2 separate regions of the Gasterosteus aculeatus genome follow, and region 1 is linked to region 2. The links are chromatin contacts, called in public Hi-C maps. All regions are on one chromosome and are shown on one strand. Each heading gives the region's core, a stretch centred on a gene start, on an enhancer-like site or on the middle of the called end of the contact. The rest is flanking DNA. Distances are from core to core; before and after follow the strand shown.

Evidence for each region. A called contact is a pair of places that touch in the nucleus more often than the background predicts.
Region 1: a contact with region 2 is called in a Hi-C map of skeletal muscle, with 8 times the contacts expected there. The contact joins the enhancer-like site here to the promoter of LOC120809236 in region 2. A contact is called at or near these places in 4 of 6 Hi-C or Micro-C datasets (skeletal muscle, tail fin and whole body).

The regions. Positions count from the first base shown.
Region 1 is chrX:17,920,147-17,924,192 of fGasAcu3.hap1.1, forward strand. LOC120809236 (pleckstrin homology domain-containing family A member 7) reads left to right here. Exons shown (of 28, transcript XM_078083225.1): 9 at 2,139-2,320; 10 at 3,994-4,046. Among protein-coding and RNA genes, the nearest start is that of cxh11orf58, 21 kb to the right of the region's middle. Within about 2 kb of position 2,240, at least 4 of the 9 cell types and tissues checked have open chromatin away from gene starts, as enhancers often do.
Region 2 is chrX:17,863,057-17,867,134 of fGasAcu3.hap1.1, forward strand. LOC120809236 (pleckstrin homology domain-containing family A member 7) reads left to right here and starts at 1,770. Exons shown (of 28, transcript XM_078083225.1): 1 at 1,770-2,008; 2 at 2,147-2,223; 3 at 2,406-2,463. The coding sequence starts at 1,926.

The DNA of each region.
Region 1 (4,046 bases), core at 990-3,489, 58 kb after region 2:
GATACTCGAGCACAGTGAGTCAGGGAATTAAGGTTTAAAGGGATACACATCATGAAAATGTCCCCCTTTCAATGCCTTTGTATTTTAGTATCTGAAGCACCTGTCAACCCTGAAGTAAGAAGTAAGACGACCCAATCAGCTTTCTGTGGGCTTCCTGGATAATGCTGATTGAAAAGATGATGAAGTGATTTAAAAGGTTGATCAGATTTGACGTCTTATAAAAGAAAAGAGTCGGTGGTCAAATGCAGAAACTGAGACTGACTAAGGTGTGAACATGAAAATGAGTTTTTTATTAGTGCACAGCTGCAGCCGGGGACGTGAGTTTGTTTCAGCAGTCAGACAGAAGGGCCTTCAGAATCAAGCTGTCAGGGAGCCGATGTAGCAACGGGAGCGTTCCTGTTTATTTGTGTACGTGTCTGGGAGTCATGGGGGGACGCTCCTCATTTGCATTGTCTACAAACTGCTTAAGCGTGCACGGTGCATTGAACGAGTGATTCTTGTTGGTTCCCTTGTTTCGTGCACACGGGACGAATCGTGTCATTTCTACACGGCGTGAAAACAAATGGAGAAATCCCAGGGAAACCATTGCAGCCGCTGTGGATCCCACCACAACACTTATTATCCTGCAGTCATTATGCAGTGCATGAATCAGGGGAGGGAAGATTTAGCGTCTAATTACTTTTCATTTGCATGCATCTGCTGTTGAGTGGGCTCTCTCGTTTGTCTTCCAATCCCGGGAACACTGACTGAAGAAAGGAAGGATGGAAGGAAGGAAGGACGGAAGGAAGGAGAGAGAGAAGGACATTTGACGTGCTCGCTGGAGTGCAACTCACTTTAAAGAGCCTCTAATAAACCCACATCTTCATCAAGGATACAAAAGCTTTTCAATTAGACAGCTGTTGGTTCTGTTCTGTTATTTGATGGTGTGTTGTTTTTTTTTATCCCTGATAGCTGGCCAATTGCAACATCAGTGACATCACATTGAGATATTTCTCAGCACGAGTTCTGCAGCAGCACAATGTTCTAACTATGTGGATCATCAAAGCCAATGTCTTTGTGTCGGCCTCTCGAGGTCGTCTCCCCGGACTCGAATGAACTTAAAGGCAGAAATCCACAGCAGGAGGAATCTGAGGTAGCAGCGCCTCGACTGCTGGTCCCCTCGGTAGACCAGGAAGCGGTGCAGCGCTCGTTTGCTTTGGGCTGCAGAGAATCTCTGCTGCAGTTGCTGCTCTCTCCGCCTACACAAGTAGAAGAACCTTTTGAATAAAACTATGAGGCACTTTGCTAGAAGAGTGGAAAAAAGCAGAGAGACTGATGATCCTTCTCTGTGCGTTGGGATGAGAAACCTGAATAGTGTGATTAACTTGATACATTGACAACAGAAGGTCCTCTTAAGGTGCACAGTGATGCTTTTAGTATTCACTGCTTGCGAGCAGTCCTGTTTTTCCCCGTGATGAGATGGTGCAGATGTGTTCTGCCCTGTCGCTCCGCACCAATAAGTCTACTACAGCACTGACTAATAACCTTTTTTACTGTGCCTACAAAGAGACGTCACTCTGAAGTTCAGCTGCGCCTGCCATGAGCTCAGCACTTACATCCCACCGTACAATCACCCTGTCTAATGAGCCTCGCATTTCACACTGATACTTTTCCATGCCAGATCACTTCAATGATGTTCCGTCCCTTTTTTGGAGAGCTGTTGTGGTGTGAAATGGGGAGCATAATGAAAAGCTTTCATATTCTATAACTGTATACGTCTGTAAACTGTTATTTTACCTCGTATGTGTTCTTATCAGTTTTCTAAGCTGTAATAACGGAAAAAACATGTTAGTCAGGGGACCTTGGGCTTCCTTTTTTTCTGACACATTTCCTCTCCTCTGCTGTAACAGAACTGTTCCTTCCATCGATCAACAGTTGTTGCTTTGTTGGTCGTTACTGGCTGATTTCTGTGTCTGTGGTTCCTCTCATCGCCTCTCCCCCCGTATTGGTCGATACGTATGTGGCCCTTGATGTTGTTTTCTTTTGTTGGACAGCATGACATCTCCCTGTCTCTTTGAACCAAAGCCGAACCAGCTGATCCCTGTGACCTGCTGACCTTTGACCCAACCTCTTCTCTCTCTCTCTCTCCCTTCCTATAGGCCAGCCACACTGGCATGCGCTCGTATATTTACAAGCGGAGCTCTGTGATTGGCTCGCAGGCGGAACACACTGGCATGCGGACGTATTACTTCAGTGCCGACACCCAGGAGGACATGAGCACCTGGCTGAGGGCCATGAACCAGGCCACACTGATGCAGAACAACAGCAACACACCTGTCAGGTACCACACACGCGCACACACACGCACAGCATGTCTCATGCATGCAGCAACATGCTAAAAAGGTCCTCTAGTACATTTGGTCACTGAACTCTTCCAGATCTTAACATTTACTGTTTCCACCCTGAATACTTTGAGTGCCTCACACCATGAGCGCCCCCTTGTGTCGTTTGCTGTCAATCAAGCAGGAAGCTCTTTACTAGCGCTTCTGATTTTAGTGTTTAAAGGAATGGTGTGCACCAGCAGGGACAGTCCTGGTATCCTATGGTACCATCCTATGGTATGATCGTTATGAAAACTTCTCACAGTTGTCTAATTGGTGGAGACACACAACAGCGAGGCAATAATTATGTTAATTATGTTGCACTTCTCGGGACAATGTGTTCATTTATTTTCTAGCTAGCTTGATTTATATTCATTCATTATCTGCAATTAAACAGAGTTTCACTCATAATCCTCTTTAAAACTAAGTAAATATTTCACACTGAATTGTTTATAAATACATGCGAGCACCGTGCATAAAACGTCATCATCGCAGCCTTAGCGAGACATTACTTGTAAATTAAATAAATTAAATTCCAATAAAAGGATGCAATAAGCGCAGAGTGTAATTTATCACTGCATATAATTCCTGGAAGAAGCTCCCCGCCCTGTTTTAAAAGATCTGAGCCAGTCAGTCATGCTGTAGCATATGAAAGTAGTGTATTTTATATTCTGAGATGTTTGTTTGCTTCCAAAGAGGACATTCCGATGTGGTGAAATGCTCCCCCCCCCTCCCCCCTCCCCCATGTATTATTCATATGTTGACGTCGGGAGCCGGCGCTGATCAAATGCGTCCCGTCGTTCACTGGCAGCCTCAGACACCCGCAGCTTGTAGCGCTCCGCTCTCCTCTTTTCTTTTTGGAAGGGGAAATCCCACAAGACCAAGGAGTTGTTTATGACTGAAGGGGGGGGGGACTAAAGACCGCTTCCACTTGGGACCTTTTTAAAACCACATTTCAACCTCCTGTTTCTGCATTCTTAATGCAGGGATGGAATGCTCTGCTTGCAACACTCTGAAGCGAAAAGACGTTGCCTTCTGTGCCCCATTTAACAGTCTGAAAGGAACTTTGCAGTGATCATTTGTATGAAATATCTCCAGATATCCAGCACGCCGCCACCTTTTTAATCCTTGTTTTCTGACTTTGGTTCATTGCATTTCAGAGGGTGGATTCCTCTCACTTCCTGTCAAAGGGGATTTCCTTAATGAGTTTGGTAGCTAGCTGTGGGAACAAGACTTTGCTGGTCGTCTGCTCTGCTTTAAAGGGGTCGTGTATTCAGCCCTGTGCGGAAGGTTCGGGGATGAGTTGTTGAGTTCCTCTTTTATGTGTCTTAAGACTTCCAGCTTAAATTCAGTCCAGCGCACCAGAACAAAGGCTGAGATAAGAACTGAAACGGTGGAACCGGACGTCCATCAAATGTCAGCTGTGCTTAATTATATCGGTTAATCCAAATATTTAACGAAGGACTCGGCCAGACGTGACTTATCGCAATCCCACCGCTGTCATGTTAGTTTTCTTTACGAGGAGGATACGTCTGAAATGATTCTCAGAAAACGTGAAGAATAACTTGTGTGTAAAAGAGTGTAAAAGTCTGACAACTACGCCGGCTTTCTGTGTGATGTCATCTCTCAACAGACCGTCGGACAAGTTCGAGACCTTTAACCTGTTCCAGCAGCAGGCCGTCCCGC
Region 2 (4,078 bases), core at 520-3,019:
CATAATTAGCTTGTGGGTGCAAAACATGTCCATAAATAAATCTACTAAATGTTATCTGTTTGAAATAACATCTATGAAGGGAACATAAAATAACATTTCTCCTCCTGATCGAGTGTCGTAGGGATCAGATCACAAACTCACTCACAAATTAATTTTCCTGTGTTAGAAGGCGCGTGATGAAGTGGACGTGCGGGTCCAGAACCGGTGGTGAAACCTTTGGGCGAGCGGAGGCTTCAGGCGTGACCTCGTCGGTATAAAGCCTGAAGGACAAGCGTCCTTATTTATTGTTTTTTGCACTTAAGGTTTAACACCCCCCACCCTTCCGGTACCATCCACCACCATCCCTTCTTAGTTCTTCTTATCAAATCTTCATTTTTTCATCTCATCTCATATGCTACACCCCCCCTCCCTTGTGTCTTCCACGTCAAATTGAGCCCGAGGAAAGGCTGCAGTCCTTCTGTCTTTCCGTTCTCCTCCCTGCACTCTGGCCTTCTGGTTTTTGGAGAAAGAACTCCGGCTGCCTGAGGGCTTGTCAGCAGCTCAGCTCACCTGTTTGTTTTTCAAACCGAAGGTCTGCACGTCGCGACGTTGTCACAAGCACGCCACCACGCGTCTCCTGGAGACATTCCAGTGAGCTCAGACTTCCCAGCGAGTGACGGAGGCTCTTACAGTTTTTTTACAATCACTTTGATACTATTTTCAGAACGTTGATGTCATTTTTCAATGTTCTAGATACACGGGAACATTCACAAGATACCCATGGTTCTATTTGTTTGTTTGTACAACCGTTCAATATTGCTGTACAAAATAGATGATACAGGTTTCATTATTGTACTAAATGTAAATACATCCCTGTAAAAGTACTACTGTGGTAGAAAGAATAGTACAGACACAGTGGAATCATTGAACAAAATTTGACTGTTATGAAATACAATTAAAAAAAGGTTTGATTACCATACATTTAATCCACGGATGTGTCCTTTCTTTTTGATGTTGTCAGCTGTTTATGTGGCCTTTTTGCAGTTGTTATCACAGCATTAATCAGCCTTCAGAAGGACCAAAGGGCTCTCGGAAGTACTGATAAAAATACTCGTAACTATGAATCATTTACATTATTACCTCCATAAACATAACACACATCAGGTGGGAGTATATTCAGTTAATATTGCGGTTGGAGGGATGCGATTGAGTGAATTTGAATAAAATGTGTTAAGTGAGTGAGTATAACTTGGCTTTCGTCAGTTTAACCCCTCGACCCTATGATTTATAAATAACTGGCATCTGACGTTTGAGAAGCTTTGGTGGCAAACATGGGGAAATCAATAGATTACTACCCTTGGTTTCACATTATTCACGTTTGCCTCACACAACTAGGGCTTTTGACAGATTTTTAGAAATGTTGAGGTAACTTGTCAATGGTTTTGCGGTAACCGTTGACAAGTATTTCAATTAAACATATTAATTTAACTGCTCAGGTATACATATTTTGTTTACATGTATGCTTCATTATAGTCTGGTAACACCTGTGTTATTCTGGTCGGAAATGACCTGGTTAGGTTAGTGTATGGTTAGTTTGCGCCTAACAAATAAATGAGAATTAGAATAACATATGTGACATTCAGGAGAATATGTAAAATTAACAAAATGTGTGCGTAATACAAACACCTATTTATGCAATTATAATCAACTAAAAGGGAAACATTTTCAGTGAGGACCAAAGCAGTCTGCGATAAAGAAAGACTCCAACAGCCCCGAATCCCGTGTGTGTGTGTGTGTGTGTCTGTCTGTTTTTCAGAGGTTTCCCTCGCGGTGTTCAGATTTACAGGCATTCAGAGCAGAGCCTGAAGGCGGCGCTGGCCCGGTGAACGCTGAGCTCTCTCCACCGCGCGAGGGAATGAGGTGAAATAGGACTTTCAGACCGGATCATGGCGGCACCTCTCGGGCGGGACGCCTTACCTGAGCACTGGTCGTACGGTGTTCGCGCGGACGGAAGAGTCTTCTTCATCAAGTGAGTAAGGGGGGCTTTACCGCGCCGTCTGCCCCGTGTGAACGGGAGTTGGGTTTGCTGGTGTGTTTTCCCGTTGGTGTAACAGGTGTTTTTCTGTCTCTCTCTGTGTGTGCGTGTGTCTGTGCGCGCGTTCGGCAGCGATGAGGCGCGAAACACCACCTGGCTCCATCCCCGCTCCGCTGAACCAGTAAACTCCGGACACATGATCCGCTCAGGTAGCTAACGTCAACTTTAGCTAAGCTAGTTGGAAGAGGGGGGTGCTTCACCTGTGTGTGTGTGTGTGTGTGTGTGCGCGCCCGCGCACGCGGGCTCGCTCGCTCGCTCACGAGGGCCGGGGGGGGGGCTACAGGTGTCTCCGACGAAGTCTCGCTAACGTGTTTCTCGTGTTCCCCCGCAGACCTCCCTCAGGGATGGGAGGAAGGCTTCACCAACGAGGGGGCCAGTTACTTCATAAAGTGAGTACCGTCATGACTCCCGGTCCCCGGGGGGGGGGGGGGTCACCTGCTGACCGCGTAGTGACCCCGCTGCGCTCATTGGTTGTTCCGGGAGAACACGTGTTGCACCTTGTAACGAGTTTTACTGGGATGTTGTAGTGAAAGAAGTACTCAGTAGCTCGGAAACATAACAAGTACACAGGTAACCCAGAGGTTCCGCATGTACTCGTTGCACAAGTCACGATTATTACTTTATTATGATCGATTGCTGTAATGTCGCGGCTGGGGGGCGGGCCGCTTTTAAAGGACTTTTGACCCTCGGAATGTTTCGTGCTCGTCGTGAGGCTGATATTGTATAAATATTATAAAAATAGGACCACAATGCATTTTTGTTTTTGCACAAACCAACAACAAACAAGTGCTTCTGTGCGTAACTTTTAAATGCCGTTTCCAAAATGATCCACTAATGATACTACTCTTGATGGCAATTTGTTGTTTCTTAGCAACAGAAATGTATTTCCACCTCCAGATTGTTTTGACCCTAGTCCTGAAAGTTAGCTAAACTGTGTTAGATTAATTGTGTTATTCTTCCATTTTTCACAATTCTTCCATTCTTAAACAGATCAATGCGCCACAGGTGATTTGTCTGAAAGACTTTGTTAATTGTTGTACTCATGCATTTGTCACTTTATCTTTACCACAATAATCCAAGTTAAGGTCAATAAGTAAAAAGAACTATAGCACAATCATTGCATTAGTGATAGTGAGGTGAACTCGATGAACTGAGTGCATTTTAGGATGAATTTAGGAAGGTGTGGTGAAAATCTGGACTCAGTCCGTTTGAACTCTGCTTTCGACGAGTGTTGATCCGATTTGTTGCCAAAGCTGCTGTGTGACGTTTTTGCTCAAATAGTTCATCTTGAATAAACCACCAAACAACTGTACAGAGATCCAGAAGATCCAGTAGTGAAACACGTGACCTGCTGGTGTTTCTCCCCGTGTGTGGGTTTCTCTGTCAGACTGATTCCTCCGGTTGTTGAATATTCACACGTACACAGACGGGCGTCTGTAAAATGCAGAGTTAGTCAGTAATCTGCTGTTTTGACATCTTTTAATCTCCCTTTTGAAAATTCCCCTCCCCTTCGGTGTCACTGCAGATAAACGGAGGTCAAAGGTTGTTTGTGTCGCCGTCCAAGCGATTGCTTCAGTACAAACACGTTCATTTTCCTCTGAGCGAAAGTTGTTTTAAATTTTGAGTAAATAATGTTGCAATACAGGCTTATTGGTAAATGTTTTGTTGTGTTAGACACTGATTAAAATTCCCCAGAATCCACCCTGATGTGCTGTTATGGTTTGCAGTGATCTATTTGTGTGTGTTTGTGTGTGTGTGTGTGTGTGTGTGCGTCGTTTTTCCGGAGTGCTGTTAAAAAAATATCCTCGTTGTTTTCTTTCTGAATTTCTGGTTTAAAATAAAAATTTCCGAGCATTCTCTTGTTGAGCCTTCACATGTCGCCCTGTATCTTAATTGCCTCTCCAGCTGTTAGCAGGCAGTTGTTGATGTTTTTGACTTAATGTTGTTTGGCTGCCTGGGAAGATTCAAAACCTTCCCCTGATTGTATGAATCTTCAACCTTGGT